5 separate regions of the Mus musculus genome follow, and all the other regions are linked to region 1. The links are chromatin contacts, called in public HiChIP or PLAC-seq and promoter capture Hi-C maps. All regions are on one chromosome and are shown on one strand. Each heading gives the region's core, a stretch centred on a gene start, on an enhancer-like site or on the middle of the called end of the contact. The rest is flanking DNA. Distances are from core to core; before and after follow the strand shown. Region 1 holds the start of Nyap1 (neuronal tyrosine-phosphorylated phosphoinositide 3-kinase adaptor 1). Region 2 holds the start of Tmem120a (transmembrane protein 120A). Region 3 holds the start of Rasa4 (RAS p21 protein activator 4). Region 4 holds the start of Lrwd1 (leucine-rich repeats and WD repeat domain containing 1). Region 5 holds the start of Pdgfa (platelet derived growth factor, alpha).

Region 1 (6,076 bases), core at 1,594-4,093:
TAGATTCTTTGGATTTAAGAAGAGCAAGGCAATAGGTAGGGGTGAAGGACAGCATATGATATCAGAAATGGTGTGTGTGTGTGTGTGTGCGTGTGCGTGTGTGTGTGTGTGTGTGTCTGGTGCTGACTGACCACCTAACTAGTACACAGCCCGTTATGTGCAAAAAGATGCAATCCAGGCAACAGCCACCCGACAGACAAGCAGACACACCTGCCCCTGTGGCTCCTCGCCTGTGCTGGCCTCTGGCCTTTCTGTATGTCCAGCTACAGTGTACTATGGCCTCTGTCACACCACAGGCCTCTTCTCCCAGAGGCAGGGTGTGATGCCTGAATCATCAGAGCCTCTCTCTCTCTCTCTCTCTCTCTCTCTTCCTCTCTCTCTCTCTCTGCTGCCCTCTCTCTGTCAGCTTCCTCACCTCACTTGTATTCCCTTTTCTCTGTCCCCGAGTTCTCCTCTGGGTGAGTGAAGGGGGTGGCTGGCAGGGAAGCTGGGAGACGCCGCCGCTGTGGGGTGGGCTCTCATTAAGGCCCTGTCTACTAACCCTTTATTAGGGAGAGATCACTGTAGTGATCACTCTGATTAATCTAATTAACGGCAAGAATTAAACTCCACAGTTGTGAGGAGGGATGAAGAGGGCTGGGAGGTGCTTCTGACTCAGGCTCCAAGAAGCTGTATAGTCAAAAGGGAAAGGAGCCAGAGGAAGCAGCCTGGGTTCCTCAGAGGTCAGAAGAAAGGGCTGGTGGAGATGCAAGAATGAGGGTGGGCACGGGGTCTCCACCTGACTCTTCTGCAGTACTTAGCCTAAAAATCCTTACACACACACACACACACACACACACACATACACACACCTGTCATTTAGTCGTACCCTCCTTCCAACAGGACCCTGACTGGTAGGGGATTACATTGAGTGCTCTTTGAGGTCCCTAAAATGACCCTTTCTCTGGACCCCACGAGGATGGTAGGGCCTGCCTGCCCTTTCCAAGGTCAGGTGACAAGGGAAAGCCAGCAGCCAGTCTCAAAATAACAGAAAAAAAGAGAGTCAGGAAGGAGGGACTTGGGCCCTTTAGGCATGGGAGCAAGCCACTAAGGTTCTTTAAGCTGGAAGTCGTTCCCCTGGCTAAATCCTCTCCCAAGAAGCCAGGAACAGGGCTGGGACCAAGCAAGTGCATGTGCAGCCCATTCTATGCTGAATAGAAAATCTGGGGAAAAAAAAACTCTTTGATGACAAAGCTGGTGGGCCCCCGAGAAGGGCTGTGGCTAAGCAAAAGGGGGAGGTCTGGTGCAACAGGCGGTGGGTGGGACAGTCGGAGGGCCCAGCCTTACCTCCGTTTGGCCTCCTCTTCTTTGTGCTGTCTCCACTCCAGCTTGGTTTTTCGGTAGAGAAGGTTCATGTCGTGGGGCAAGAGGTGGGGGCTGAGGGGCCCTGCTTAATGCCACCAGGCCCGGGGGGCGGCCCTCCCTGGGTCCCGGATCCACTTGATAAAGGGAACAGGTGGAGAGAAAAAAGAAGATATGGTTGGGGAGGGAGGAATGAAAGAGAAAAAGGAGCAGAGACGTGATTTGGGTCTTCAGAAAAGGAAAACACAGGCACAGAATATCCCATACAGTTTAGGGAACCCCTCCCAGACAGGCAGCCATAGAAGTGTGTGTGTCCAGAATCACACACCCTGACAAAGGTGTTTGGAGCCACAGACACTGAGCGATCAGGTTGGCACAGATTCCCATTCTGTGTAAATATATCCCGAACCACCACAGACAGACAGACCTCACAAGCATACAGCAACTCTGTAGGGACACAGCATATTTAGACACACCACAGGCCACAGACATATCTACAAATAGGGACAGACATAAAGGGGCACAGGTAAACACAAACCCAGGAACAACACACACAGACATAAACACCCACAGACACACCCACTGATAGATACACACAGACCTCTAGCACACAAATCTGCTATGGAATTGGCCACACCTACAGACAAGTTGTGCTCAGGGCCTACTTGCGTACATTGCACCCAGCTTGGGGGGGGGGGGAGTTAGGCTTCCTACCCTCTTTTAGGCCCTGAGGCTTAGTGGGGGGTTCATCAGGGCAGGGTGGGGATGCTGAAGGAAGGATGGTGATACTGAGTTGGGCAACTGAAATCCCATCCATCCATCTACCTTCACTCTCCGGAGTCCCCGCTTTTCCAATCCTGGGCCTGGACCTCCGTCCACCTCTATTCCAGCTCCCTGGTCCCTCAGCAATGGTTTCTGCCTCCCTCCTCTTGCTGATAGCCCAAATCAATCTACCTTCTGTCTGCTCCAGGATTTGGGAGAACCCCCGGCTCCCCCCTAGTAGTCCCGCCCTTGAATCCCACCCTGGCGGGGGTCTCCAGTCTGGCCCCATAGCAACCTTCTGGGCTTCGGCCTCCATACCTGCGCTTTGCGTCCCTTCCCCCAAACACACTCTCTCCCTTTCGCCTTCAGCTTCACGTCTCCTCCCTGGAGCCCCTCCTCACAGCCGTCCTCCTCCTTCCCCAGTTTGTTCCAAACCTGGCCTGCTTTAACCCCCCCCCCCTTTTCCATCCAAGGGCCCCAGGTTCCCGGGGCACCCCCTCCTCTTCCCCTTGTCCTGCTACCCTGGGTGTCTCCGCCTCTCGCCCCGCCAATTCCTCCCTACCCGTAGTCCCCCCATCACCACCTCCCCGCATGAAGCCTCCCCAGTTTCTACATCACCGTACCTGGCCTGCCGGGCGCCGGCCCCCCCATGCCGGGCTCCGCCCGGAGCAGGAGGAGGGAGGAGGAGAGACAGAGAGAGACTGGGGGAGCCGAACTGGGCCCTGCCGCAGAGACAGCCCCGCCTCCGGGTCCGCCCCCAGACCCGCCCCCGGCCCCAAACCCACCCTTCCACACCCTCCAAGGGCAGAGCGGGAACGGCGGTGCGGCGCTGCACCAGGAGGTTAGGGTGGAGGGTGCAAGGACTGCGGAGCGTACAGGGGATCTTGAGAGGATGGTCTTGGGGTGTGGGAGTTCCGCTCCGCAGCTTTCGGGCGTCTGGTTCTCGCCGACCCGCGCCCCCTACTCAGCCGTGTTGTGCTGGGTTGGGTCTCCCAAGCCCTAAGCGGAGCGGGGTGCTCAGCGGCGCCCCCCAGCGGAAGCCTGGAGGTCGCACCCACCCGCGAACCCGGTGCGCCTTAGTGCTCCCGGGTGGGAGGCTGCGGCTGCGGCCCCTGGGTGCTACCAAGCGGTGAGGCGGGCAGAGGGACTCCGAGTCGCCTGCCTGGAGATCAGCGCATCTGCTCAGCAGGGGGCGTGCTCCCTTGGCTTAGTCCCCGCCGTGCCCCCACCCTGCCACCCCGCCCTAGGTGCGGGGAGGGCACGAGAATTGGCTGGCGGTGCTGGGCCTCCTCCCCTTGCAGCCTCCCAGGCGCCCGGACCTTGTTCCACCGTGTGGGGCTCAAAGTCTTCCGCGCGTCCGCCCCCGCGCTCCAAGTCATTCCTTACTAACCTTTGACTCCGTGGGCGCCGCCCGCCAGGATCTGAGCGCACCAGGTTGGCCCGTGCGGGAGACCACCAGGGGCACCACCTGGGAGTGGTTAGGGATGTGACCTCACCCCTCCCCTCTTTTGACCTTTTCTCATCAGAGCTCTGACAAATTCCTTACGTGGATAGCTTTGTGGTTGGGTAAATTAGCATCGAGAAGACCTCTGCTGTATCCGCCAAGGACTGGGGGGGGGGGGGGGGGGGGAGATATCCCCTGCAAAATATGCACATCCTAATCCCTGGTACCTGTGGACGCTTTTCAATGCGGCAAAATCTATGCAGGTGTGTTGTGTGGCCCCAAGCACATCCCACTGCTTGTCTGAGCCATGTCTCATTTCACACTTGCCTCGATTAACCTTACTGAGGCTTGACACGCTGCGGCACACACCTGTGATCCCAGCATTCCTCAGGTAGAATCAAGAGGCGCTTCAGTTCAAGGTCATCCTCTGCTACACAAGTTCAAAGCCGACCGTGGCCTACATGCGACTATAAATAAAGACCTTAGGAAGGAAGAGGGTTGTAAGCACTTTGTAAACCAGCAGCCTATATAGGGATCCAGTTTGGAGGAGTAAGGGTACGTGGGAAGCTTGTTTCCTGACTGCAGCTACTACAGCCATTTTTACTATGGCGAAAATATGACAGACAAGACGAGCAAGACTGTGGCTTTTTAAAAATTTTCAGACAAGGTTTCTCTGTGTAGCCCAGGCTGTCCTAGAACACACTCTGAAGACTAGGCTAGCCTACAACTCAGAGATCCTCCTGTCTCTGCCATCGGAGTACTGGGATTAAAGATGTGTGTCAGCCGGGTGTGGTGGCGCACGCCTTTAATCCCAGCATTTGGGAAGCAAGGCAGATTTCTGAGTTTAAGGCCAGCCTGGTCTACAGAGTGAGTTCCAGGACAGTCAGGGCTGCACAGAGAAACCCTGTCTCGAAAAAAAAAAAAAAAAGATGGTGTGTCATCCATCTACATCTGTCTCTGCGCCTCTGTCTCTTTGTCTGTCTCTGTCTGTCTCAACATTTACCTAACCTTAGAATGTGGTCCGAGGGACTAGGGAGCTGCTCGGCAGCACATACTACTTTTGTGGAAGACTACAGTTCAGCTCCCAGCGCCCACACTGAGTGGCTCACAACTCCCTGTAATTCCAGCTTCAGAGGATTAGATGCCTGGCCTCCTCAGGCACCCGTACCAAATGGGCACATTCCTACACCCAGTCACACATACATACACATAATAAAAACAAGCCGTAAGACAGGCATGATGGGGCATCCTTTAATCAGCACTAGGGAGGCAGAGGCAGGCGGGTCTCTGAGTTCAAGGCCAGTCTGGACTGCAGCTCAGCAGGAAAGCATTTAGCTAACATGCCTGGGTTCACTCACTAGTACCAACACTACCACAATAATAGAGGTGATGAGAACTTTCCATGAGTTTCAGGTATGGTGGCTACGTTTGTGGTTCTTGAACTCAGATGTAGTAGAAGGGTTAGGAGTTCACCTGGCTACCAGCTTGGGCTACTAAAACCTTATCTTAAAAAACTTATGTGAAATCTGGGTGTGGTGACGCATGCCTTTAATCCCAGCACTTGGGAGGCAGAGGCAGGAGAATTTCTGAGTTCGAGGCCAGCCTGGTCTACAGAGTGAGTTGCAGGATAGCCAGGGCTACACAGATAAACCTTGTCTGGAAAAGCCAAAAAAAAAAAAAAAACCTAAAACAAACCAAAAAAAACCAAAACCAAACAAACTTATGTGAAGCAAAGCAAGGAGTCTAGGTATTCCCATAGAATCCTAATTCTGCCTTAGAAAAATAATGGAATGCCTCTGAGCCTCAGTTTCTTTCATCGAATATCTGCATTCATGCCATTGTTCTTCCCTATGGGATAAGGTGAAGGCTTAAATTTTTATTTTATTATTTATTTATTTATTGCAGAATCTTAAGTAGCCCAGGCTAGCCTCTTATTCACTATGTCCCAAGACTAACCCTTCAGGTAGTTTGCTGATGCTAGAGATGGAATCCAGGGCTTTATATATGAGGTAAGCACTCTACTAAACTATATTCCCAGCCCAACCAAGGGTTCTTTCTTCCTTTTTTCCCCTCCTGTCTGTCTGTCTGTCTGTTACTGTTGAAGCAGGATCTCATGTAGCTGAGGCTGGCCTTGAACTCTTCAGCCTCCTGCTTCTATGCCACCTCCCATGATCTGGGACTATAGGCATGTACATGCACTGCCACAGCCAGCTAGGATTTTTAAAATATACCTAAGAACATACCTAAGAACAGTTCTTTTTTTTTTTTTTTTTTTTTTTTTTGTTTTTCGAGACAGGGTTTCTCTGTGTAGCCCTGGCTGTCCTGGAACTCACTCTGCAGACCAGGCTGGCCTCGAACTCAGAAATCCGCCTGCCTCTGCCTCCCAAGTGCTGGGATTAAAGGCGTGCGCCACCACGCCCGGCTCTAAGAACAGTTCTGTTTGAGGAAAATTAATTAGAACCTATTTCCTTCCAAACCCATGAGTGACACCAGATGCTGCCTTTAGATCCTGCTTTGGCTGAAAGATTC
Region 2 (6,076 bases), core at 912-3,411, 2.0 Mb before region 1:
TGGCGCTCTTTCATCTGGTTTTCCAGCTCCTGTGCAGCCTCCATGGACTCGGATGGGAGAGAGGGTCTGCATCTGGGAGTATGGCAGGAGTCAGGCAGGGCAGGTGGGAGAGCCCCAGTCCTGCAGGAACCCCTGTGAGAACCCTTTGGGACAGAGAAAAGGAACAAAACCCAGGGAGGAAGGATAGAAGAGCCATGCCAAGGGAAGCCCAGCGGAAATGCCCCTCCCCACGTCAACCACCCACCCCCAGCAAGCCGTCACCCCCCTCACTTTTTCAGCACCAAGGCCAGCTCCTGGAGCCGCTTCTTCTGCCGTGTGATGGAGTTTGTACAGTTGGCCTGGAGTTTGGTCAGCTCCTCTAGCTTGAGGCGATACAGGCGATGTGTTTCCTAGCATGAGGAGAAGGCGGTGGCTTCACTGGGGAGCTGCCCCGGCAGGGAACTGGCTCTCTCAGAGGTCGAACTTTCTGTGCTTGCCCAGGGACCTCCCAGAGACTGCTCCACTCCTGAAGCAAGCCAGGAGCTAGGCTTCTTCCTGTAATCTCAGACCCTCCGTGGTACATGTCCTCAACAACAGGTCAGTTGTCCCCAGCTCGGGTGGGCGTCTGAATTCTAAGTGGACTCTAGCCCAGTGGTTCTCGACCTTCCTAACACTGCAACCCTTTAATACAGTCCTCATGCTGTGCTGACCCACCCAACCACAAAATTGTTTTCATTGCTATTTCCTATCTGTAATTCTGCTATTTAGGTGATCCCTGTGAAAAGGTAATCCAATCTCCCTGAAGGGGTGGTGACCCACAGGCTGAGAACTGCTGCTCTCAAAGGGGCTGCCTAAACTCACCCCTTCCTTTCTCAGATCCTCCTACCTACCCAGCCTGAAAGAATGGAAATCAGGGATAGCCATGCTGCCTTCTACCCTGGCATTCCTGACGTTTCATCTCAGGTTAAAGGTCGTCAGGCTTCCCGCCCTAAGGCCAGTCCCTCCCATCCACTCCCCTCCTGCAAGCACCTTTGGTCCAAAGCTTCCCCAAGTACTTTGCCCTGGTGGGTGAGCCTTGCAAGTTGCAGCCTAAACGAAGGGCAAGGGGCAGTGTGGGGAAATCAAGGCAGGGGCTGAGGTCATCGTGGTGATGGCAAAACTGGGAGACATGGAGCTGTGTAGGTCTCTAGGGAGAGTTCTAGTGCCAGCGTTCTGGGGAAACCTGGACACATGAGGCTAGGCAACAGTCCAATAGAGGCAAAGGTCTAACCTAGTCTCCTATTGGCCAGGCTCCACTATTTAGGTCTGTTTCTCATGCCAAAATAAGCTGCCGCATCCTCCTCAAACTCTAGCATGTGCCACCTCTGCCCAGTGACAGCCTTCCAGGAAGCATTGGTTTCCTTCTCTCTGGTATGGAGACAGAGTGGCCACAAACAACACCATCCTGGGATGGGAGGTTTTCCAGTGGTCGCTCTACCAATCCAGGAGGTCCTGGTACAGTCTGCCCCGCCCACCTCTCCCTACAAGAAAGAGCCACATGTACTGGGCCTCTTCTTGTCCCTAGGTGGGCGCTGTCCCTCCGTCTCAGATGGCTGAGATTTCCCCAACCAGGCCCGAATTTTACCTAAACTTGCTTCCCTGCGGCGTTCAGCAGAGTTAGCCAAGGGCGGGGAAGGCGTTGTCCGGCTGCAAGTTTGCAGGGTAATTGACCCAAAAGGCTGGGCCCCGTTGGGTTCTGCCTCGGGTGACTGCTCTTTAGGAAGGGGACTGGGTCCCAGATCGGGTAGCAGTGCAGGGGGAGGGGCAACAGAAGAGTCCTGATCAGTTTTCAAGGCCTTTGCACAAAGTCGAGATATCCCGGCACAGAGGGATCCCGCCCAGGCACGCCGGGGACGCGCGGGCAATCCGGGCTCCCATCAGACATTTAAGAAGAAAAGTAGGGGAGAGTCTCGACCCCTGACCCCTCCGAGCTGCCTTATGTGTGACCTAGTACTGCCTGACCCTTGTCCCCGAGACAGAGACGTGGCTCGGGGCTTGGATGGCCGCAGGGACGCTCACCTGGATACCTTGGAAGTCCTGCTGCAGATCCTCCCAGTTGCGCAGGCAGTCGCCCAGCGGGTCCGGGGGCGGGGACTGCATGTCTTTGTCCACGCCACTGGCCGCGGAGAGCCGCGAGTGGGGAGGACGGAGCTGCAACCCCGGCCGGCCGGAGAAGCCTCCGCCACCGCCCCCGTCCGCTTCCGGGCTCGCGCCGCCGTGACTGCCAACGGGAAAAGGCCCGGCGTAATCTGCGCGTGAGCCCCGCCCCTAGGAGCAGCCAATCAGAGCCAGGGACGAGAGCTGGGCGGGGACATGGGCCCGCAGGGCGTCTCCTCGAATTGAGACCAGAGCTGGGCGGCCAGCATTTTTACCCGAGAAGTCTGCTTCCTCGGACCACTCACAAACCAAGGAGACACGTGCTTCTAACACTTTGAAATTTTTAGATAGTGTCTCACTATGTAGCTCAGCCTGGTCTGGAACCAAGAAATACCCCTGCCTCTGACTCGCCGCGTGCAGAGATTAGAAGCGTGAGCCACCTCATACTCTTCATACACTTTTGTCCTTGAGAAGCTGCGCCTCTCTAGGGACAGCCTTCGTCTCTCAGCTTTTACAGATACTCCTTTCCTGGCCCTGAGTCCTCCAAGCTCTCCTCCGTCCTTAACTTTTAGGCTGCCTCTCCTAAACTTCCTACCGTGTCACTTCCGAAGCCTTACCAGTGCGGTTCAAGTTACAGACTCGGTACAGAACTTGCCCAGCATGCTGGAAGCTCAGAGGGCAATTCACCCAAGCACCACACAAAACATCAGATGCAGTGCGGGGCAGTAGTTAAAGGCAGCGCACGCCTTTAATCCCAGTACTTGGAAGGCATAGGCAGGTGGATCTCTGAGTTCGAGGCCAGCCTGGTCTACAGAGTGAGTTCCAGGACAGCCAAGGCTACACATAGAAACCCTGGCGGGGGGATGGGGGTGGGGTGGGGGGTGGGCCGGGGGGGATCAGATGCAGAGGCGCATGCCAGTGATGCAAACATTTGGAAGGTGCAGACGGAAGAATCAGAAGTTCCTGGTCACCCTCGCCAAGGACACGCACTCACTCTACCTACCACCCACATCACACCCTACATTCTTCATCAGTCCCCTTGTAAGCGCCTCCACCCGGACTTGTTCTGAGTCTGAGGAAGAGCTTTTGGGACTTGTGGCCCATGAGGGGGCGCAGCAGGTAAGAGTGCCTGTGGCCAAGTCTGGTGACTTCAGTTTGATCCCAGGACCCACGTTGTGAAAATAGAGAATCGGTTTCAGCAACGTGTTCTCTGACGTCCACACAGGTACCATGGCACGCCTAGACATCTAGAATAAAGCTGGAGAGAAGCTCGGCTTACGAGCACTGGCTGCTCTTACAGAGGACCTGGCTTCAATGCCTAGGTCTACATAGTAGTTCACAACCATCTGTCACTCCAGTCCCTGGCGATCCAATACCCATCTCTGGCCTTCACTGGTACCAGGCCCACATATGTGGTGCATAGACATATATGCAGGCAAAAAAAGAAGTGCATGCAAGCAAGGCACAGTGCATAATTTTAAATATGGTGTAACAAAAACATGGAAGATTTTGTGGAATTTGGGGGGTTTGGGGATGTGGCTTAGTTGGCGAATGCCTACTTGCAGGAAGGCTTGGGTTTGCTTCCTAGTACCACAAGCTTGGTGTGGTTGTACAGGCCTGTATTCCTAGCAATTGGAAGAAAGAGACAGGAGATTCAGAAGTTCAAGGTCATCCTCAGCTACAAGACTCTGTCTCAAGAGAAAAGGAAAAGAAAAGAAAAACTAAACCTGGGAGTGTGTGGTGGGAGTGCCAGAGCATCTCCTTCACAGTGAGCTGGGGACAGAGTCTGTACACAGGGACTCAGAGGCGGTGGGTGGGCAGAGCTCTGGCTCTGGGAATGTGGCAAAGACCCCCGTTTTAGGGCCTCTGAAGTTTGGAGCATCCCTAAGGCTGGGTGGGAGGACCTGCACCCTGGGATAGACACGGTGACAGCTAGTCACAACACAAAGCATAGCAGGACTGGCAACATAAGCATCGCTGAGCACCCCTCCCCACCTCCCACCCCCTCACATGGGTAACCTCCAGAGTGAAGGTCCTCAGAGTGCGCCACAGCTGCGCCAGGACTGCAGTAGGCTCGATGCAGCTCGCCTCCGGGTATGGAGGTGCCTGAGGAGCCAGAAGGAAAAGGGGTTCTGCTCTGCTGAGTGGCCAGGGCCTGAGAAGGCCAGTCATAGTGGAACACATGGAATCCCAGCACTCAGATAAGAGGCAAGAAAGCGGCAGGGCTGAGGGTGGCCAAAGGTACATAATAAGGTAGAGAGATGGCCCAGTGGTTCAGAGCACTGGCCGCTTTTCCAGAGGATCCAGGTTTGGTTCCCAGCAAACACCGGCGGCTCACAACCATCTGTAACTCCAGTTCCAAGTGATGCAATGCCCCTTTCTGACATCTGTATGTCTGTATGGTGATACATAACCAGAGATGCAGGCAAGACATCTATATACATAAAACAAGTAAATCTAAAATAAACTCTAAAGGTGTACAAAATGGATTAGAAGAGACCCAGAGCAGGGCTAGGTGTGTGGTTCAGTTGGTGGAGTGCCTGACCAGCACGCAGGAAGCCCTGGCTCCATCCCCAGCACCAGATAAACCAAGTAGTGGTATACACTATAGTCTCAGCACTGGAGAGCTGGGAGCAGAAGAGTGGGTTTAAATCCTTTCAGCTACAGAGTTTGAGGCCGTGCCAGTCTATAAGAAACCTTATCTCAAAAAACAAAAGGCTAAGCCCGAAGCTCAATGATAGAGGGCGGGCTTGCCTAACATGCAAAGCTCTCAGTCAGTGGCTGGCAACCTGTGGACCCTGACACCTTTAGGGGTTAAATGATCTTTTCGCAGGGGTCTTCTGACACCATCAGAAAACACAGATATTTATATTACAATTCATAATGGTAGGAAAATTAGTTATGAAGTAGCAGCGAAATAATTTTGTGTTTGGGGGTCACTGTTGGGACCAACTCTGCTTCAATGTTAACTGCCTTGTCAGCCATAAGTGCTTACTTACAAAGTCTTGGCCTTAGTGGAAAAGTACTAGCTTAGTTGAGACCTCTGTGGGAAAGAACTAGCCCAGTGGAGAACAAACAGCGGTAGATCTTAAAGTCAGGCAGAACAAATAGCTATAGATTTTAGTGGACAGGTACCTAGCAACCTGTTCTGTTCTTTCTGTACCCAGCCAATATCCTGCTTTTGGGAACAGGTGCATTCCCCCAGAAACAAAGTGACTCTACGTCATCCCCCTCCCCATATCATGCTTCTATTTGGGTATGAAACCTTCCTGGAAAAAATAAAATCTGTCAGCTTGATCAGATTTTGACTTGCTGTCCGTTCTTTGCGTTTCTTGTTTCCCCATTCTCTTCCAGGTGATTCCCCAGTCCTCATTCACCGTCCTGCGGCTCAGGACAGGTCACCACATGAGAAACTGTATTAAAGGGTCGCAGTGTTAGGAAGGTTGAGAACCACTGCTCTAGCTTCAATCCTCAGTATTGGAGAAAAACAACAACAACAGAACCAGCCTTAAGATGCAGATATGAACCTCCAGGCAGCAAAGGTCTTCTCCAGGACCACTCCAAGTGCAAACCCAGCTCCCCAGTCCCCCAAAGTCCCAACCAAGACTCCTCAGTGACCATAGCTGCGTTCCAGGCAAAGGTCAGTAGATAGGCTCGGAGATGTCTGTGAGATATTCCCCATGGAGGACTTTCTCCCACTCCAGCAGCTGAGCCACGAAGGCCCGATTCGGACGCATGTTGGTTTTGCATTTCTTCACTTGGGCCCAGGACCTCTGTGAATGCAGAGATAAAGAAGGCTTAAGGACAGGTGTTGGGACGCTTCCATACCAGATCACAGCCAGCTCAGGGGGACAGGAGACACCTACCCAGAAGCCCACATGATGGCTTAAGACTAGATGCAGACGCAGGGGCTAGGGTAGGAGTTCATTTGGTAGTGTGCTTTCGGAGCAAGCATGGGGAG
Region 3 (6,076 bases), core at 1,670-4,169, 1.7 Mb before region 1:
GGGAACCAAACCCAGTCCTCTGTAAGGGCAAAAAATGCTCTTAACTGCTGAGCCATCTCAGCCCTGACCTCGAGTGTTTGACGTGCAGTGTAGAGATACTCAAGTTCCTTCAAGGAGAGCCTGTGAGATGGCCCAGTGGAGAAAGGTGCCAGCAAGCCTAATGAGCTCACTCCTCAGGACTCCACAGAGTGGGAAGAGAAACGACTCCCAAGAGCTGCCATTTAACTTCCATACATGTGTAATGCCACACACATGCACATGCGCACAAAATGGATAACCGGAATGAAAATTGAACTTTATTTTATTTAAATTTTTTCACTGGATGCTGTAGCCTGTCAGGGAACTCCCTGCCTTTCCAGGGGCCTGCTGCCTTCTCCACCCCACACAGGTCTGACCACTGTCCCTGGCTTTCATACCCCATGAGGGACACAGAGTATAGCAGCATCTTGTTCAGCATGGTGAGGAAGGGTCTGTTGTCAGTGTTCACAGTGATGTACCTGCACCACGCTGCTCCTGGCTGTGATCTAGATTTTACTTTTCTGTTCTTTCTGGGCCTGGAATCCGCACTACCAAGCGCTTGGCCACTGGCTGCATCCCTGCCCTCTCACTGGTCTATTGTAGGCAAGTTCCCCGCCACTGAGCCAAACTCTTGGCCCTTTTCTTCCTTTTTATTTTGACAGTATCTCCCTATGCTGCTCAGGTTGGCTTTGAACTTACAATCCTCCTTCTAAGGAGGTGGAATTAAAGGCCTATCTCACCTTTTCCTAACCCCCACCCTTGGCTTAGCCTAGCTTTTTACAGCATTTTATTCTCTCTCTCTCCCTCTCTCCCTCTTTCTCTCTCCCTCTCTCCCCCCCCATCTTCCTCCCCTCCCCCTACCCACCTACCTAACTGTGAGTTTTTATGCATCCCCATGGGATGCCGATTGGATTCCTCTTTGGCTAATAATACAGGAAACACTCACTTTGCCATATTTAAAACCAGGTATGGTGGTGCACACATGTAATTCTGACCACTTGGAAAGTAAAGGGGGACCATAAGTTCAAAGCTTGCTTGCCTTGAGCTCCAGGACAGGACAGGCTACACACAGAGACCCTCTTCCCCAGACAAGCCATCAGTGGACAGGAAGATCACGAACTGCTCCACCAAGTCACTTCTCAGTGATCTTATAATCTTTTTTTTTTAAGATCTATTTATTATATTATATGTAAGTACACTGTAGCTGTCTTCAGACACACCACAAGAGGGCATCAGATCTCATTATGGATGGTTGTGAGCCATCATGTGGTTGCTGGGATTTGAACTCATGACCTTCAGAAGAGCAGTTGGTGCTCTTAACCACTGAGCCATCTCTCCAGCCCGATCTTATAGTCTTTAAGTAACATACAAACAATAATTCCTTGGGGGTACTTTTGGCTATTTTATTTTAGTAGAGAGTGAGATCCCCATCAGAGACTAACAAAGCTTGGTGTTTTTGCCGAGGACCAGAGTTTGGTTCCAAGCACCTACAGTAGGTGGCTCCAATTTCAGGGGGAATCTGATACCCTCTTCTGGCCTCCAGAGGTACTGCATATGTGCACATAGCATAATAAAATCTGGTGGAGTGGTGCTGATGACGCACCCCTTAATTCCCAGCACTTGGAGAGGCAGAGGCGAGGGGAATCTCTGTGAGTTTGAAGTCAGCCTGGTTTATAGAGTTCCAGGACAGTCAGGGTTACTCAAAGAAACCCTGTGTCAAAAAAAAAAAAAAATCTGTATGTATGTCTGTATCCCCAATGGAATCTTATTTTGGGGTAAAGAAGAATAAAATGATGTCACTCGTAGCAGAATTTTTGACCAGGACACTCAAGGACCTAGGTTTGGTCACCAGTATGGGCAGCGATGGCGGGCTGGAATGCAGATCTAGGGCTAGGTAAGTATGGTTCACTTGCTAAACTGCTTTGCAAGCAGAAGAATCACTCGTTCCCAGGACTAATGGATAGCTGGGCATGGTGTTGAACTCTTGTAAAGAACTCCAGAAGTGGGCAAGATGGAGAAAGGTGGATCCTGGAGTCTCACTGGCCAGCCAGTCTAGACTACTGGGGAGGTTTCAAGCCAATGAGAGACCTTGTGTCTTACAAGGTGGGGCAGAGGAGATGGGTCAGTAGAAAGACTCCTGCCCAAGTCTGATAATCTGAATTTGATCCCTGGGACCCATTTGGTGAAAGTAAAGAAAAGATTCTTGCGGGTGTCCTCTGATTTCCACTTGGGACCACAACATGTAAGCCACACCCTAATCAATCAGCCAATAAAAAACAAAAATTTTAAAAAGGTAGCCAGAGCCTGGAGGTGGTGGTGCAGGCTTTTAATCCCAACACTTGGGAGGCAGAGACAAGTGAATCTTTGTATTCGAGCCCAGCCTGGTCTGTAGAGAGAGTTCTAGGACAGCTAGGGCTACACAGAAAAACCCTGTCTCAAAAATAAATAAATAAACAAATAAATAAATGGTGGACGGATCTTGAAGAATGAAATCGGAGGGTGATCTCTGGCCTCTACCTGCACACCTGAACACACACGAAACCACAATACAAACACGCCCCAAACAATCCTGTTTTCCAGATTTGATGTCCTCAAACTTTCCCAACTGCCTGAGTCTTCACATCTTTCCAGGTCTGTCACAGACAAGTTACTCCCAGCGTGCGGCCATTAATGGATTTGCAGCTATGCTGCACACCCAGGTCCCTCCGTGAGCCTGGGCTCTCTCTCTGAGAATCGAGAGCACCAGGAGGGATCCTGGTGGTGGAAGAATCTCCGGGTGCCAGCAGCTACACTTCGGGGCAGGCCCCGCCCGCCCTCCCTTCCAGGTGGCCAATGAGGGACGCAAGCCGCATAGGCCGCGCCCATTCTGGGCATCCAGGACGCTGATTGGTCCTTCCATGCAGTGTCTCCCCGCCCCCGCAGGAGGGGCGGGGAGGGGTGAATGGAGTAGCGGAGATCCCTCAGCCCCAGCGCTCCCCTCTCTGGCCTCCGCACCCGCCTGCCTGCAGCGCCACTCGCACTGTTCCCCCTCCTTACCCCGAGAGGGGACCCATGAGTCCGAACCCCTCCCCGCCAGGCCTCCACGTCGCCGACCCGCAATGGCCAAGCGCAGTTCGCTGTCCATCCGAATCGTAGAAGGGAAAAATCTGCCCGCCAAGGACATGTGAGTAGTGGGTACGGGTGGTGGCCACCCCAACTTTGATGGGATCCCCTTTTATATACTTGACCTTTGCGGGGGGTCCTTAGGGCTTCCCCACAAGGAGAGCAGCGGAGAGGATGTGGCGTGTACAGCCACGGAGGGGGACTGGCTACGAAAATGGGGACAGCGAGATTTGCTGTGAATACCTGACAGAGTGGAGGGGCAAGCTAGAGGCGGAGGGCTAGAGACAAGGGAGGGGCTTCTCCACCTGGGAACAGCAGGAAGCCAGGGCTCATAGGGGGGCAGGAGTTTTAAAAGACTGAAACTGGCACTGGGATGGCATCGCAAGAACTGCCCAGGGTGTGGCTGAAAGGGGCGGAGTGTCCCCCCCTCTCTCTGTAGTTTGGGAGTCCATAACAACCCCAAGAGTTGTCCGCCGGACTTGTTCGCTATTCGCTATTCATTTGGGCAAGGCATGCAGGTGTGAAAAGTGGGGGTGGGGGTGTAGGTCAAGGGGACAGGAGGGATGCATAGAGGCAGGATTTAGAGTCTCCCTTGACTTTGCCGGGCCTCTCCCTTTAATCGCTCCCTGCAAGGCATTTCTCCTCGGACCACTTTACAGATTAGAAAACCGATGCCGACAGACAGGAAATGTTAGCTGGTGGTGTCAAAGCAAGGTCGTGAATCTAGGGCTCCTAAAATGCATTACCGTCCTTCATAAAGCTTCCTCTAATCCATCGCCAGATTTGGGGAGCTTTCGGACACCCCTTTGTCACACTGTTTTTAGTGAGTTCCCGAGGTCAACTGCGTGACTCCTAGAACGTGTCTCGTGGCTTTCTTATGTCCTCATTTGCAAAGATTCAGTTTCCCTTTCTGGACCCAAGTGCTTGAAATCCTAGTGTCGGGGAGAAGCCACGATCATAAAACCGAAGAAAGGGCGGGGCAGAGGCCTAGGGTTCAAAGTGCGCTCCGGGTCCCGGTGGGTTTCCTGGCTACAGAGAACTGAGAATTGGGGAGGTGTGTGTGTGTGTGTGTGTGTGTGTGTGTGTGTGTGTGTGTTCATCTCTCCGGCGGGCAGGCGGGCTCTCCCAGCACTCTCAGTGCCAGGAGCGGTTCCAGTTCAAGGCCCCCTGGGCCTGAAGAGGCCAGCTCAGCAGTTGCCATGGCAATGGGGAGGGAGGAGGGTGGGCTGACTTAAGGTGGGTTTCTGTGCATAAAGGGAGGAGGGGCTCCAGTGGAAATTAGGTCTCTAGGGTGGAGGCTGGTTGAGCCTCCACAGGGGATCTCGGGCCCCAGCTCTCCAGGCCTTCTCAGTCCCCTACACCCTCCCGCAAGCCCTTAGGCCCCCCTCCCTTCCCTGGGCATTGGTAAACCAGGTCATCTTGGCTTCCTCTGGCTGGTGTCTGCTGGGAGGAGCAGCCCCTTCCGTCTGTCACCTCCTCCCCATCCCTGCCAGCAGCTGGCTCTGGCGCCAACCTCCAGAAGCTCTTGGGCTGTGCCTACCTGGGCCTCACCCGTGGCTCTGGGACTCTGAGAAGAGGTCTCCACGCCCAGGAAAGGGGCCACCCAGGGCCGTGTGTCCTGATTCTGGAATCTCTTTCCTGGCCCTGCTTCTCAGCCTGCCCCACTCGCCCCTTCTTAGACCCCTAATCACCATCCACGTGCTTGCACCTGGTAGCTGGCTGAGGGCATGCAGTTTCGAACTGAAAGTCACCTCTTGAGCCATCTCATAACTGCCAATCCCCACATTCGGCCTTCTCTCTTGACTAAACCTGCTTTTAAATATTAGAGACCCTCTGACATTCCTTTTAGACACGCCCCCCTCCCCAAAACTCCTACAGGGCCTTTCTCACATTTCCTATCTGATGCTATCCTTAGTGCCTTTGGGAAGAATTCTGAGGTTCTGTCCTTGCACTTGGACATTTTGGTCACCTAGAAGCCTCCGGAGGTTGCCAGCCCCTGACAAGTGTGAGCACAGGAACTGTGACTCATTGTCTTAGTGTTCCCTGCACCCTCGGGATGCATACCTCACCAGGCATCCCAGGCTGGTCTCAAACTCTCCATCCTTCTGCCTCTCCTTCCTAAGGTATATGACATGTGAGCGTGCCACCCACCATACTTGTAGACCCCTTTGTATTTAGTCTTCTGTAGCTGCCATTGCGAGCAGTGTTCTAATACTACCTCTCTCTGCCTGCTCATGACTACCTTCCACTCCTGGGTACCTAGGTCAGCTGGGTAAAAGCTGAGTCCCACGGTGACTAGTGCCCCACTGGCTCCTTCAACCTGTCTGTGGCCCTGGGGACAAGCCTAGGGCTATTTCGGGGTTTGCCCTCTCCTTCCTCTTCCAGTCTAGAAACAGCCAAGGCCCTAAATATAGAGAGGCCTACAAGTCGCCAGACCGGGCCAGTGGCCACTGGCTTGAGGAAGGAATGAATGGTGGAAGACGGGGCGCACTTCCACAAGTCTCACCAGGGCGGAGAGTATATGGGAAGGGAACAGGACTGCTGCTGGGCCTGCTCTGTACACTGGGGACCTGTCCACGCGACCCTGTTCCCGTCTTCTCGGCCATTCTCCCAGTCCTCACTATTCAGTCCACCCTGTTATGTTCCTACCTCTGAGCCCTTGCTATGATTGGTCCCGTCTAGAAACACCATTCACTCAGGCATCCAAGGCTGAATTCCGCTGGAGTGGCAGCAAAAAGGAGGGTTCTCCACCCCACGGAACCTCTGAGGTAGGCCACAGTAGCAAGACAGAGGGGACCCTCTGGCGGGTCACAGGCCAGACAGAAGCACCCTGTGGCACAGTGCTCAGGAGGCAGAGGCAGGAGGATCAAAGGCCTGAGACTAGGCTGGGTTACAGAGTGAGAAGCTGCCTCAAAAAAAGGAAACAACAGAAAGACCGCCCAGAGGCTGCTCCGTG
Region 4 (6,076 bases), core at 1,564-4,063, 1.6 Mb before region 1:
AACCCCTGTCATGACGCCCCCCAACCCCAGTCTCCATGATGTACCCGCCACTGCGTGAACTCGATGAGCGACTCAGGGCCGTAACACACATCCCTGACTGCAGACCTCATGAAATCAGCCCGCACCTTGTCAGTTTCCTCCTCAGGGCTCACAGTGGCTATGAACTTCTGCCAGTGAGCTGTGACCTGCGGTAAGAAAGACCAGAACCGTCCCCGCCCAGCCTGGGTCTCCAGGCTACACACAGCACCTCCACCCTAACTCCTCCGGCTCACACAGTAGACTGACTATACCACCTTCTAGAAACTACTCAATATCTAGTAGCTAGACTTGAAATCAGTCTGGTTCAACTGAACATGGTGGTGATACCAACACTTGGGGGGCTGAGGCAGAAGAGTCCTAGGCCACCTGGGCTATATAAGCAAGAAAGAGCATGTGCCAAAAACCAGCTCACTGTGAGTCTAGCTTCGCTGGTGTCCTGCTGTGCTTGCTGCATACCTTGGAGACAGGGTCTCCAAACACAGAAAGAAAGGAACAAAAAAAACAGACTCACCACCTCAGACCTGAGGCTGTCTGGGCAAGAATCTCTGTTACACAGCTCCAAAACTCCACTTCTGTCCCACTCAGTACCCAATTGCTATGACCAAGGACCCCACCCCCACGCCATCATCCTTACCCTGTCCATCAGCTCCCGATCTAGATTCTCCACCTGTGAGCAGGTGGAGGCCGTGTCCTTGCCATTCACCTTACGAAGCTTGGGCAGGAGAAAGGAGACTTTGAGGTTGTCACTGACCTAACGGAAGAAGAGATAACAGAAAGCCAGGAAGGAGTAAGGACGCATGCCTGGAATCTCAACGTTTGGGAGAGTACGGTAGGGACGTTTCAAGTTTGATGTTGGTCTGGGTTACAGAGCAAGACTCTTTGCCTCAAACAAGCAAAACAACAAAAACCCAAACGGAGTGGGTATGTAGCTCAGGGGGCAGACTGCCTGCTTAGCAAGCACAAAGCCCAGAGTTTGGTCCCCAGCACCGCATAACTGGGCTTTGTGGAACATGGTCAGAACTCAGGAGGTCAGAGGCAGGAGGAGCAGAAATTTAAGGCTATTTGCGGACCCACAGTTAATTTGAAACCAGCCTGTGCTACATCGGACCCAGTCTCAAAACAAAACGGAAACGGGGGGGGGGGGGGCGGGGGGGGGAATGGAGCCTGAGTCTGCCCCACAGAGTCCTGGTCCCTCTCACCGTCAGGAAGGGGTTGCCTTCCAGATTGAGCTCCTCAAGTTCTGGGAACTGGTGCAAGGCAGTGACATCCCCGAGCTGGTTGTTGGTACAGCGAAGGATGCGCAGATGGGACAGGCCCAGGTTAGCAGGCAGCGTCTCCAGCAAGTTGTTAGAGAGGTCAAGTTCCCTCAGCTTCTTCAGGCGCCCCAGGAGATTGGGATCCAAGTGCTCTGAGAGCAGCTGCAGCCCCGACAGACTGGGGTGAGGGCAGAGAGCAAGAGAGCTGAGGGAGCGGGCCAGACCCTCCCATTAATTACCCCATCTGTCCCAGAGGGATTTCCACCAACAAAGTTCTTGTGCAAGCATGAAGCTTGCTTTAGACTTGGCTAGCCTGAACTATGTAGACTAGGTTGGCCGCAAAACTCAAGAGATCCCATCCTACACAACTCATTGCGTAGTCCAGGAAAGCCTTGAACTTAACTCTCCTCCCCCTACCCACGTGCTGAGATGACAGGCATGTGCCACCCCTTGGGAGCTGTTCAGGTGTTGATAGGGATGGAACCCTAGGGATACTCAGGCTCTGTGCATGTCTAGTAAGCAATGTAGCAACTGAGCTATGCCAACTGTTCTAGCCTTCTCACTTCCTAACTTACCTTTCTATGTATTACAGAGTGTCTATGTATCTGTGTGTGGTGTGTGGATAGGAATGGGCACAATCAAAGCGTGATTAAGGGGGTCATGGTTTTAGGGAGCTGCTTTGCTCCACTGTCTGGGCCCAAGGGATTGAATTCAGGCTTGATGACAGACAGGCACCTTTATCTGCAGATCATTTCTGTGGCCCATCTTCCCTCCCTTAAAGAGTACTTTGTTGCCGGGCAGTGGTGGCACACGCACGCCTTTAATCCCAGCACTTGTGAGGCAGAGGCAGGTGGATTTCTGAGTTCGAAGCCAGCCTGGTCTACAGAGTGAGTTCCAGGACAGCCAGGGCTACACAGAGAAACCCTGTCTCAAAAACAAACAGGCAAGCAAACAAACAAAACAAAATGACTTTAGAGCCCAAGACTTCCAAGTTCCTTCTTGTTTTTACTAGTTCCTGCTAGCCCGTTCCGTGCTACACAGGATCCCTCAACATCCCTTAGTATCTCATCAGTCTTTCCACTCCGCGCAAGGCTAAGGGCGTTCGCTCCAAGTTTATCTGACGCCGGGCGTTGGCTGCCAATCTCCCACATCTCCGTTTGGCGCGAGATTCGACTGGGGCTCGAATCCCGGATAACAGAATAACCCGGGCAGGAGGAGGAGACGGAGGGGTCTGAGCCTTGCATTCCGCCCATCAAACCACCCTGGCGGGGAAGAACCCCACGCCCCGGATCCGCTTCAACCCCACATGCTCTTACTTCAAACTCTGAATCTTCCCCAGCTTATCCGTCTTGGGTCGCCCACGTTGCAGGAGCAGTTGCGGCGTGAGAGGAGCCATGGGTGGCCGAGGGCTCAACCGAACCCGCGCCTCCACGAAGTCCGGTCGCTAAGGCCCGCTGCCGGGGAGCCCAGGAGGTGGCGCACAACAAACCCTTTGCGAGTCCGTTGCGACCGGAAGGAAGTAGAACGCCAGCCTTACGCCCCACCTCCTGCTTCTGCGATGACTACAACTCCCAGCGGCCCCTGCGTCTCGCGCCTGCGCTCTTAACTGATCGGAGGACGCGATGGCGGCGGCGGCTGAAGTTTCTCTTTTGCAGGAGTGCGGCTGTAAGGGCATCCGGACCTGTCTTATCTGCGAGAGACAACGCCACAGGGACCCGCCCTGGCAGATCTGCCTTCAGGTACGGACTAGGAAAAGAGTCATAGCCAGAAAATCTATTCATCTTAATGGGAAACTAAGGCCCAGCTTGCCTGTAAAACAGCCAAGGACCAAAGCCTCGCGGTAGGTGAGTTGTTTGGAGCGCTTATATCTTCAATATTCACAAAACCCAAAAGGTGGACCAAGTGCCATCGGCTGATTAATGGAAGGGCGGGGAAATGCTGGTGCACGCCGAGATCTCTGCATTTGAAAGGCAGAGAGGCTGGAGAACGGACCTCAGCCGCCCAGCAGGTTTTAGGAGTTACCTTGGCAGTAGGGAAGCGGCTGTCACACATCATCTCTGTGACTTTGGGGGGTGAGGGGTGGGGGTGGGGGGCAGTGGTAAATAACTTGGACTGAACGGGTCTGGTTTTGAGTGAGCTTCCGGAGCACAAGGGAGACTGCATGGAAATGGTAGGGAGTGCTGAACACTAGGCCGCCTGTATTAGACAGGGAATGAGCGACTTAAGACAGCACAGGCAGCCGGGCAGTGGTGGCGCATGCCTTTAATCCCAGCACTCGGGAGACAAGAGGCAGGTGGAATTCCGAGTTCGAGGCCAGCCTGGTCTACAGAGTGAGTTCCAGGACAGCCAGGACTACACTACAGAGAAACCTGTCTCCAAAACAGGCTTTGATTTGGGGGAAATTTTTTTGGGAAAACAAACCTGTATGAATCAGCTTTACAGCCGGGCAGTGGTGGTGCATGCCATTAGACTTAGCACTTGGGATGCAGAGGCAGGCAGATCTCTGTGAGTCCCAGGCTAGCCTGATCTACATAGGGAGTTCCAGGAAAGCCCATCTTGAAAAACAAAAACAAATCTGTCTTACAAGATACTAATAGGATCAGGAGTCAGGTAGGCCAGGAAGAATGTTAAAATGTTTCCCTTCTAGCTCTCTGTTGACCAGGCTAACACCTTCCATCAAAATGGGCAATGGATGGATGAATGAATGAATGAATGAATGAAAAATAACTTCAGAGCATTTGTATGGCCCTGGCAGTGCTGTAGCAAGTTGCTGGGATGCATAGCCAGGGGAATGCTTGAGTAGAGGCCTGAGATAGGAGCTGTGGGTGGCTGAGGCGACAGACACTTAAAGAGATCAAAGGGGCCTGAGCCAAGTTTTTTGTTTTAGTTATTTTCTTTAGTTAGAGGCCCCAGGGCGCCCCCTCCATAAGCTAAGATTGCAAGCATATGTCACTATGTCTGGATCATGGCAGCATTCAGAGTGACCAAACACCCAAGTGTTTATTATATCAACTGGTGAACTGAAGAGTGGGCAGTGTTGGTGCTGGCTTGAGGGAGGTCAAAGATATCTACATAGCAAGTTTCAAACCAGACTAAATAAAAGCCTGTCTCGACAGGAAAGAAAGAGGCAAACCATAAACTAATAAGAGATTTTTAAAAATCTCGGATATCCATGCAGTAGATATAACCTTAGAAAGGAAGGAAATTCTGACGCGAGTTCCATATGGATTCACCTTGAAGATGTGCTGCTAAAAGAAGGAAGCCAGTCTCTAGCTGGAGGCGTGGTCTGGAGATAGTGCACCTGCCTAGCACCGCCCAGGCTGGAGAGATGGCTCTACACTTAAGAACACTGACTGCTTCGGGCGTGCTGGCGCAGGCCTTTAATCCCAGCACTCGGGAGGCAGAGGCAGGCGGATTTCTGAGTTCGAGGCCAGCCTGGTCTACAGAGTGAGTTCCAGGACAGCCAGGGCTACACAGAAAAACCCTGTCTCAGAAAAAAAAAACCAAAGACCTAAGTTTGCCTCCCAACACCCAAGTCACTGGCGCCCTCTTCTGGCCTTGGAGGGCACATGTGCATGCCACACACAGATTCAAACATAGAAAGAAAGAACTGCCCTAGTGAGGGGCTTGGGATGGACCTCTGTGGTAGAGTGCTTACCTAACATGCTAAGGCCTGGCTCATGTAGCCCAGGCTGGCCTTATTCACTATATAGTGAAAGATGACCATGAACTCTTAATGGTCCTGAAGACCAGGATTACAGACCTCTGCCGCCACACAGGTTTTTTTGCAGTGCTGGGGAAGGAACCCATGGCTTCATGCATGTCGGGCAGGCCTATACCATCTGAGCTACAGCCACAGATTTATGATGCCCTACATTTTATGTACATTGGTGTTTTGCCTGCATGTGTGTCTGTGTGAGGGTGTTGGATCTCCTGGAACTGAAGTTAATGGACAGTCGTGAGCTCTCCCGGTTGGTTGTCTGGAAGAGCGGCCAGTGCCTTTATTCGCCGAGCCTTCTCTCCAGCCCTAAGATGGCGTTTCTACTACTGCATCTCTTAGTCTCAGAGGAGGCAGGAGCAGGGCTGAGGAAGACACACATCTGTGGCTTCCAATAAGCATTGGCCAGCCCCTGGCCACCCAGACCACAGCCTTACGGTTAGCCCTGCTTCTCAGACTCCTGGTGCAGGCTCCTGTCCTTTATCTTTTTGCTCCTGAGGGGTCGGTGATAGTCACAGTGCCAAAGGAATAGTGCCCACATCCCCCAGCCTCAGGCCAGGTCCTCAGAGAAGAAAAACACAAATGAGAGAATGAGAATCCCATGCCCTGAGGCCTGAGGCCAGGTTCAGGCTGCATCGCCCCTGCGACTCCAGGCTCCTCTCCAAGTTGCTTTAGTTCCAAGAAGAGCATCGGAATCCCAGAGGCTCCTGGTGGGTCCCGGGCACATGTGGCTATTGTGGGTCTTTGCTGGTTCCAGGGCACTTCTGTTTGGGGTGTATGCGTGTACAGGTGTATGTGTATACAGGTAGAGGGCAGAGGATAACCCAGGTGCCCACCTTGGTGTTTTGAGAGAGTCTCACTGGCCTGGAATTTTCTAAGAGGCCAGGCTAGCTTGCCCTTGGTCTGACCTTTGCCTCCCTCCCCAGCTCTAGGATACAGGCATCCATGACCACACCCAGCTTATTACATTTGGGTTTTAGGGGATGGAGCTCAGATCTCTGTGCTTCTTGCAGGTTAAGCACGTCAGCAGCTCACCCACTCTGCCCCATCTCTGTCTTTTACA
Region 5 (6,076 bases), core at 1,706-4,205, 1.3 Mb after region 1:
CCAACATACAGACAGCAGGAGGCCCAGCCCTAGGCTAAGCAGGGCAGGAAAGCAGTCCGCCTTTGGGGACCAGCAAAAACTCTGGGAGTATTTCCCCAAGTGACCCAAGCCAAGTCCCCCACCCAGGCCTACTCAAAAAGGGATCAGATCAAACCCCCTGACCCAGCTCTTGATATCCAAGTGAAACCCTAGGCCTGCCATTCCTGATAAGGATCAGGCCAAGGATTTCCTGGGTCAAGAAACTACTGAAACGGGGCCGCCTGGTTAAAAAATGCTTTTGGCATGCAACAAAAACAGTTCAGGCCTCTCCACCACCATAATTAGGTACAAATTTCCAAATGGCTAGACCATGTGATTTTACTTAATTCTCTCACCACTCGGCCCTCTCTGAAAAGTTTTCAAGGAGGGGGAAAATCGTCACTTGGAATTCTTCACTTTAGCCCTTTAGTTCCTCCTGACAAACTCACTGGGGCCTTTTTATTTCTTTTTAAGCTGGTAAATTTTATCCCAGTGTGTCAAAAACAAAAACAAAAAAACAGGCTAAGTGTTCATTTTGAAAAGGTTATCACAAAAGACAGGAGGAGACCACGTCCTCCCCGCACAGAGGCTGCCTCTCCCATCCCCATCGCGCCCATTTATTTTAGCCCTTGTCATCCGAGTCTAATACAACCCTACATTTACAAATTGTTTTCTACAGTGGCTTGGCTCTGGCCCGAGGCGGGAAGCCCCCAAAATAGCCCCAAGCGTCCGTGTACTAGGCGCGCCTTTTTACAGGATGGTGTGGAGAAAAAAACATCGGCCTCCTGCGCCCACCTATGGGACCCAGCCCCAGGCGATCAAGGCACCAGGGAGTGGAGTTTACAAAAGGCCCGGACCGACCAGCTCCTCAAGCACTCTGGGGGCCCTGGCCAGGAGAAGACTAGCCACAGCCACGCTCCCTCCGGGCCGGCTCCCGCGCTCCCGGGCCAGAAGCAGCTGTTGACCCGCATACCTGGCAGTTTTCGGCACACTCTAAAACTGAACTTTCAGTGACACACCCGCTGCGTTTCACTTAAAACAACCCCTGGGTGAGCGAAGCAACCCTCCGCTGCCGCTGGGAGAGAAAGTGGCAACTACAAGAGAAACGCCTGACTCATACGCCTGGGCGTTTATGGCCGGCGAGTGGAGTCTGACCTTTCGGTGCGCTCCTGCGCAGCGCCCGGCCCGGCGGAGCGCGCAGGGTACGGTTCCTCGCGCAGCCGGCCCGCCCCGCCGCCCGCGCCCTCCTCTCAGCCAGGGCAGGGCAGGGGCGCGATTTACCTACGGAGTCTATCTCCAAGAGTCGCTGGAGGTCCCGGATGCTGTGGATCTGACTTCGAGCCAGCCGCTCGATCAACTCCCGGGGTATCTCGGCTTCCTGCAAGCAGACCACACCGTCAGGACGCGCCCAAGGGTTCCAGCCCAGCCCCAGGGGCCACACAGCCCGGCCGGACCCTCGTTAGGCCCTAGAGCCAGAGGATCGGCTGGGGCTAGATGGGACCCCCTAAATCCTCCACACTGTTCCTATCTGTCTGACCTTGATAAAAATACCCCAACAATGCCTTGACATGTTCAGACAAAAATCACCCGCGCTCTGGCCTCCCCAGGGTGTCTGGGGGCAGCCAGGGGCCCGAAGAGTTTCTGGTTTAATAGCTAAATCCACATGTAGAAACAGAGAGGGTCGAAATGCGTCACGCATCCACGACTGGAGTCACAGCAGCCTCAACACTTTAATCTAGCCGAAGGGTTCAATTTCACTCCGGGAATCCTGAGCTGAGCCCGCAGGGGAGAGGGTCTTCCCTCTCCCCCCACCCCACCCCCTACAAGCACGCGCGCCGGGTCGCCCCACCCGGCTCAGGCCCAGTCACGGCCCTAGCGCCGACTAGGACGCCCAAATCCATCGGGGCTTAGAGAGGCTGCAGGGAACGCAAGGGGTTAAATATCCACCTCGCGCCTCTCCGGTCCCTGCCCAGACCACCCCCACCGTTCAGCCTCCCCCACTCTCCGTCCCGGTTTTTAAAAGGGAGTCAGGGTCGCTGGAGGACTCAACCACGAAGTTCCCACGACAGGGGCTGTGGAAAGTCATTCATCACGGCAAAGCTCCCGGGGAATGGGGGTGGGGGGGAGGGTGGCGGTGGGAGGGCGCGGGCGCCTGGCCCGGCCCCAGCTGCCTCGTTCAGCCACCTGTAAGCAGGCCTGGGCGGGCGGAGACTGCTCCAGCCCTGCGTCGGACTGGGTTTGGGGACCGAGAACTGGGGACTGCGGCTGGGCGCTGCCCACCCTTCCCAGTCCCAGGCTACGGCCGCACCCTCCTCTACCTGCTTACTGCCCGCCCTAGTCCCCTCCCAGAGCACGGTCAGTTTACACACACCCCCTTTCCCGCTTCCCGCACCCCGTTACTGCATTGTCCGCTGCGTTTGGGCTGCCCCTTCTGGAAAGGCACCCACAGCCCCCCGAAGTTTCTACCCACGGGTTCACCTCGCGGCTCCCCCGTCCCCCTCCAAGGCGGAGCGACGCAACGCGCTGGAAACTCACCAGACACACTTGGGCATGGCAGAAAATAGAACCCAGTTGGGATTAAAAAAAAAATTACACCACCCTGACAAAACCAAAATGCTCTTTGCAGAGCTTGAAACAGGTAGCCGAGAGGGGCGTGCGCCGAGGGAGCCGAGAGGGGACAGAGGCGCGGGGGTGGCACCCACCTCGGCCAGGGCATGGGCGAGGTATCCGCAGCCGAGGAGCAGCAGGCAAGCCCAGGTCCTCATCGCGTCCCGAGGCGCTGGAAGCTCGGCAGGGAGGCGAGGCCGCGGGGCGGGCGCTCCAGCCGGGCTCCTGTGGCGGCGAAATTCAGTACCATCCCTCAGGGAGCGCGGCCCGGAGGAGGGTGGCGCGGAGAGCAGGGAGCCTGCGGAGCGCGCTCGGCGCGAGCAGCGAGTGCAAAGCCAGCGAGGAGGAGGAGGAGGAACAGAGTCGCTCCGGGAGCCTCCTGGGCCGCCGGGTAGGGGGTGGGGACGGAAGGGGCGGAGGGCGGGGGCTGGGCTTCTTCCTTGGTGCGTTCCCCGTGCTGGCCGCCGCCGCGCTCGCTCCCCGTCGCTGGCTTTAGGAGCGACCCGGCCGGTAAATCCGCATATTTGCTGCCGTCAGCCCCGGGAGGGGACCGCGGAGCGTGGCTGCAGCTCCCGCCGCACCACCGATCACCTGTCTGGACTCTCGGCCCGGTACCAGCTACCGCCTCGCCTCTCCCTGAGGGCTCCGGGCAGTCCGGAGAGCCTGTCCCCGGGCCTTCCTCTCGCCGCTGCCGCCCCGGGCCGGGCACGGCGCGGCCCAGCACGGCGCGGCCCGGCGGCCTGCGTGCGCCCCTCCGCGGCGCGCCCTCGGCTACGGCGCGGCGCTCCGCCCTCCGCCCGCCGGGGCCGGGCAGCTCCCGCGGCCGCGCCGCCTGGCAGCAGCCTACCCGCCCGGGGCCTCGCTACGCCGCCCGCGCGGGCCGGAGGGCGGGCGGAGGGCCGAGCTGGCGCCGCTGCCGCCGCAGCAGCAGCCGCGGGAAGACCAGAGGAGGAGGTGGAGAAGAAGGCGCAGGCAGGCCGGGCTCCAGGAGTTGAGCGGGCTCCGCAGGACGCGCGTGTGGAGCCGGCCGGCGACAGGGAGGGGGTTATAGCGCCGCCACCGCGCCCCTCCCCCTCCCCCGCCCCCCGCCTCCCCCGGATTCCGGGCCCGGGACCCGCACCTCGGAAGCGCTCAGGGGTCTCGCGGGCCAGATCGGGCCCGGCCGCCACCGCCACTGCAGTGGCCACACACGCGCTCACGCAGGCAGCTACATCCATCCAAGCTCGGCGCCCGCGGCTCGGAGCCCACAGGCGCCCGGGCTCCCGGAGCGCCCCTCCCTCGAGCTTGCCCACCCTTCAGTGCCAGCTGCAATCCTGCGGCACCGGGCGGGGAGGGGAGGAGGCCGCTGCAGAAGCACGGCCGTCTCTGGCTCGCCTCTCTCTCGGGCCCCAGCGGCAGTAAAGGGCAGCGCCCAGAGCTGCTGCGCCAAAAAGGGCATGAGAGTCGGCTTGGCCCCCGCCCGGCGCTCGGGCCGCTTCCCACTGTAAGGATCCAGTGCTCCAGCCTTCCCCTCTCCATAAAAGGAGGGGGAGTGAGTCTTTGCGGAGAGGCGGGGCGGGTTTAGGGGCGCGTCTAGGGCACTCACCTGACGGCTGCCACGCGCCCGCGCCCCAGAGCCAAAGCCTGGGACACCTGATTGAGGAACTTGCACTCTTGTGTGGAGGTGGAAGCGAGGCTAGGGTCGGGGAGGAGGCTGCCTCCTGCCTCATCGCCACCTTGACACCCTGCACCCTCCAGATCCTTAGCCCCTGGCCGAAGGCCTAGCCGAACCCTGAATGGGGAGCTGGAGGGATAGAAGGAAAGATAGAAAAGAAGCGGCTGGTGAGGAACTCCTGGGTTCTACCTTGGGATCCAAGGCAGCGCAGAGCGCCACCTCCGGCCAAGGCACAGTACAGACGGGTGGCGGGGAAGGCACATGCGGACAGAAGTCTGATCAGGGCTGGACGGTTCTCCCATTGAGAGAGATGGATTCCTGGTGGGATGTGACCCGACGGCAAGGCCAGTCCTGTCAGCTCCTTAACTCGGGTTAGAGGATTGTGGACCTTTCAAATCCCAAAGTTAGCCTCCTAGGGCTCTGGAGACTATGGAGGGCTCCAAGGGTAGGGATGCAACTGGATACAGCCTGTCCAGTTCACTCCCTTTCATGTGAATTAACCCGTGCACCCAGCCCGGGTCCAATCCCCCACCAATCTTCTTTGTCCCCAGACAAAGGCGCAGCCGGGCAGGAGCCTTTCATCCCCAGCTTCCCGGGTTCCTGCATTTCAAAGGCTGAGCTGGAAGGGCCCAACACGGGCGGCTCACCTAGCTCCAAATACCTGGTGGGCGTGGGGGGAGGGGGTAGCTGAAGATCTTTGGAGCCCAAATCTACAGACTTCCTTAGGCCTGTAGGCCCCATCACCACGCCCCAGCCCTAACACCTCGGGATGCTCAGGAGATAAGAGGACACCCTCTCTTGGCCTAAAGAGGGAGTATGGAAAACGTTGAGAAGCGCCCCACCTCGAGGTCTTCGAAAGCCCAGGCCTTGTCCGTACTGGTGAAACTTTATGCTGCTCTGAAGAGGATGACTTCTGGTGGCGACTGCCAGGACCACTCTAGACCTGAGTCGAGTTCCTCACCGTTTTATCCCGATTGTTCTGCGCGGCCTGTCCCGCCAAGCCCTCGGCCTTCTCACAGGCAGAGAGCACCAAAGGACACCTTTTTGCGGTTCGACGACCCGGTGTGACGGTGGATGTGAGAATCCAGGAAGAAGATCCGGTTGCATTGCTGGGATGCCGCGCCTGTCCGGCCACCACCTCCGCATGGAGGCTGCGGGTTCCTGGGGACCCCACCTAGTTCGGTGCTTCTCTCTCCCTTTACTCTCTTGGCGCAGCAGGGACGCCCAGCTGGAAATCAAAGCCGGGCGGGAGGGATTCTGAAGACGCTAGGGGACATCAGGGACCAGAATGAGGCTAGGCCTGGATTCATCGCCCGGGACGCGGGAGCCACGGGGAGCTGGGCGCAGGCACTGCTCTAATCGCCGACCGCTATTAAAAATAAAACCGCGACCCGTCGTCATAGCGACCGCAACAACAGCGGCCGCGCGAGGGTGGTAAGAGCTTGTGCAGCCCGGCGCCAGCCGCCTGAGGGGACTGGGGCACGGGCCCTAAAGCTTACAAGGTACTCTGGTGTGAGACAACGACCCCTACCCCCACCCCCACAGCCGACCCCCGACCCCCACTGTTCCTCCTGGTTCTCGCTAGACTCTTGGTCTCTGAAAACTGGAACTGGCTAAGTCATGAGGTCAAGAGCCTAAAGGACCCGCCGGCTCAAACTACCCCCCACCCCCACCCTATGCCTCGGCTTCCCTTGGGACCCGTGACAGTCCTCATTTTAGCCTCTGGAGAAGGGGTTGAGTGAGGGGGTGAGGTTCAGGTGTCAGGCCTCCAAAGAACACCAAGAGACCAAGCCGAGC

What was found. Promoter capture Hi-C pulls out the DNA fragments that hold promoters and counts their contacts. HiChIP or PLAC-seq counts read pairs in DNA pulled down with a chosen protein or histone mark.
Region 2: a promoter capture Hi-C map of liver shows a contact between it and region 1, with 2.9 times the contacts expected there. The contact joins the promoter of Tmem120a here to the promoter of Nyap1 in region 1. A contact is called at or near these places in 3 of 39 promoter capture datasets (liver and pre-B cells).
Region 3: a contact with region 1 is called in a promoter capture Hi-C map of liver, with 2.5 times the contacts expected there. The contact joins the promoter of Rasa4 here to the promoter of Nyap1 in region 1. A contact is called at or near these places in 2 of 39 promoter capture datasets (liver and pre-B cells).
Region 4: a contact with region 1 is called in a promoter capture Hi-C map of pre-B cells, with 4 times the contacts expected there. The contact joins the promoter of Lrwd1 here to the promoter of Nyap1 in region 1. A contact is called at or near these places in 2 of 39 promoter capture datasets (liver and pre-B cells).
Region 5: a FOXA1 HiChIP or PLAC-seq map of pancreatic cancer cells shows a contact between it and region 1. The contact joins the promoter of Pdgfa here to the promoter of Nyap1 in region 1. A contact is called at or near these places in 2 of 39 promoter capture datasets (hippocampal neurons and liver) and 2 of 115 datasets of contacts at active chromatin or transcription factors (embryonic stem cells and pancreatic cancer cells).

What each region holds. Positions count from the first base shown.
Region 1 is chr5:137,738,325-137,744,400 of GRCm38.p6, forward strand. It overlaps Nyap1 (neuronal tyrosine-phosphorylated phosphoinositide 3-kinase adaptor 1), which reads right to left and starts at 2,844. Exons shown (of 7, transcript NM_001347505.1): 1 at 2,727-2,844; 2 at 1,327-1,478. The coding sequence starts at 1,394.
Region 2 is chr5:135,742,011-135,748,086 of GRCm38.p6, forward strand. Tmem120a (transmembrane protein 120A) reads right to left here and starts at 2,162. Exons shown (of 12, transcript NM_172541.2): 1 at 2,038-2,162; 2 at 271-389; 3 at 1-72. The coding sequence starts at 2,118. Styxl1 (serine/threonine/tyrosine interacting-like 1) reads right to left here. Exons shown (of 9, transcript NM_029659.4): 9 at 5,210-5,888. The coding sequence ends at 5,757.
Region 3 is chr5:136,080,997-136,087,072 of GRCm38.p6, forward strand. It overlaps Rasa4 (RAS p21 protein activator 4), which reads left to right and starts at 2,920. Exons shown (of 21, transcript NM_133914.3): 1 at 2,920-3,181. The coding sequence starts at 3,117.
Region 4 is chr5:136,133,261-136,139,336 of GRCm38.p6, forward strand. Lrwd1 (leucine-rich repeats and WD repeat domain containing 1) reads right to left here and starts at 2,814. Exons shown (of 15, transcript NM_027891.4): 1 at 2,612-2,814; 2 at 1,239-1,473; 3 at 674-790; 4 at 45-185. The coding sequence starts at 2,691. Alkbh4 (alkB homolog 4, lysine demethylase) reads left to right here and starts at 2,885. Exons shown (of 3, transcript NM_001347492.1): 1 at 2,885-3,034. The coding sequence starts at 2,918.
Region 5 is chr5:138,991,989-138,998,064 of GRCm38.p6, forward strand. Pdgfa (platelet derived growth factor, alpha) reads right to left here and starts at 2,956. Exons shown (of 6, transcript NM_008808.4): 1 at 2,721-2,956; 2 at 1,300-1,396. The coding sequence starts at 2,783.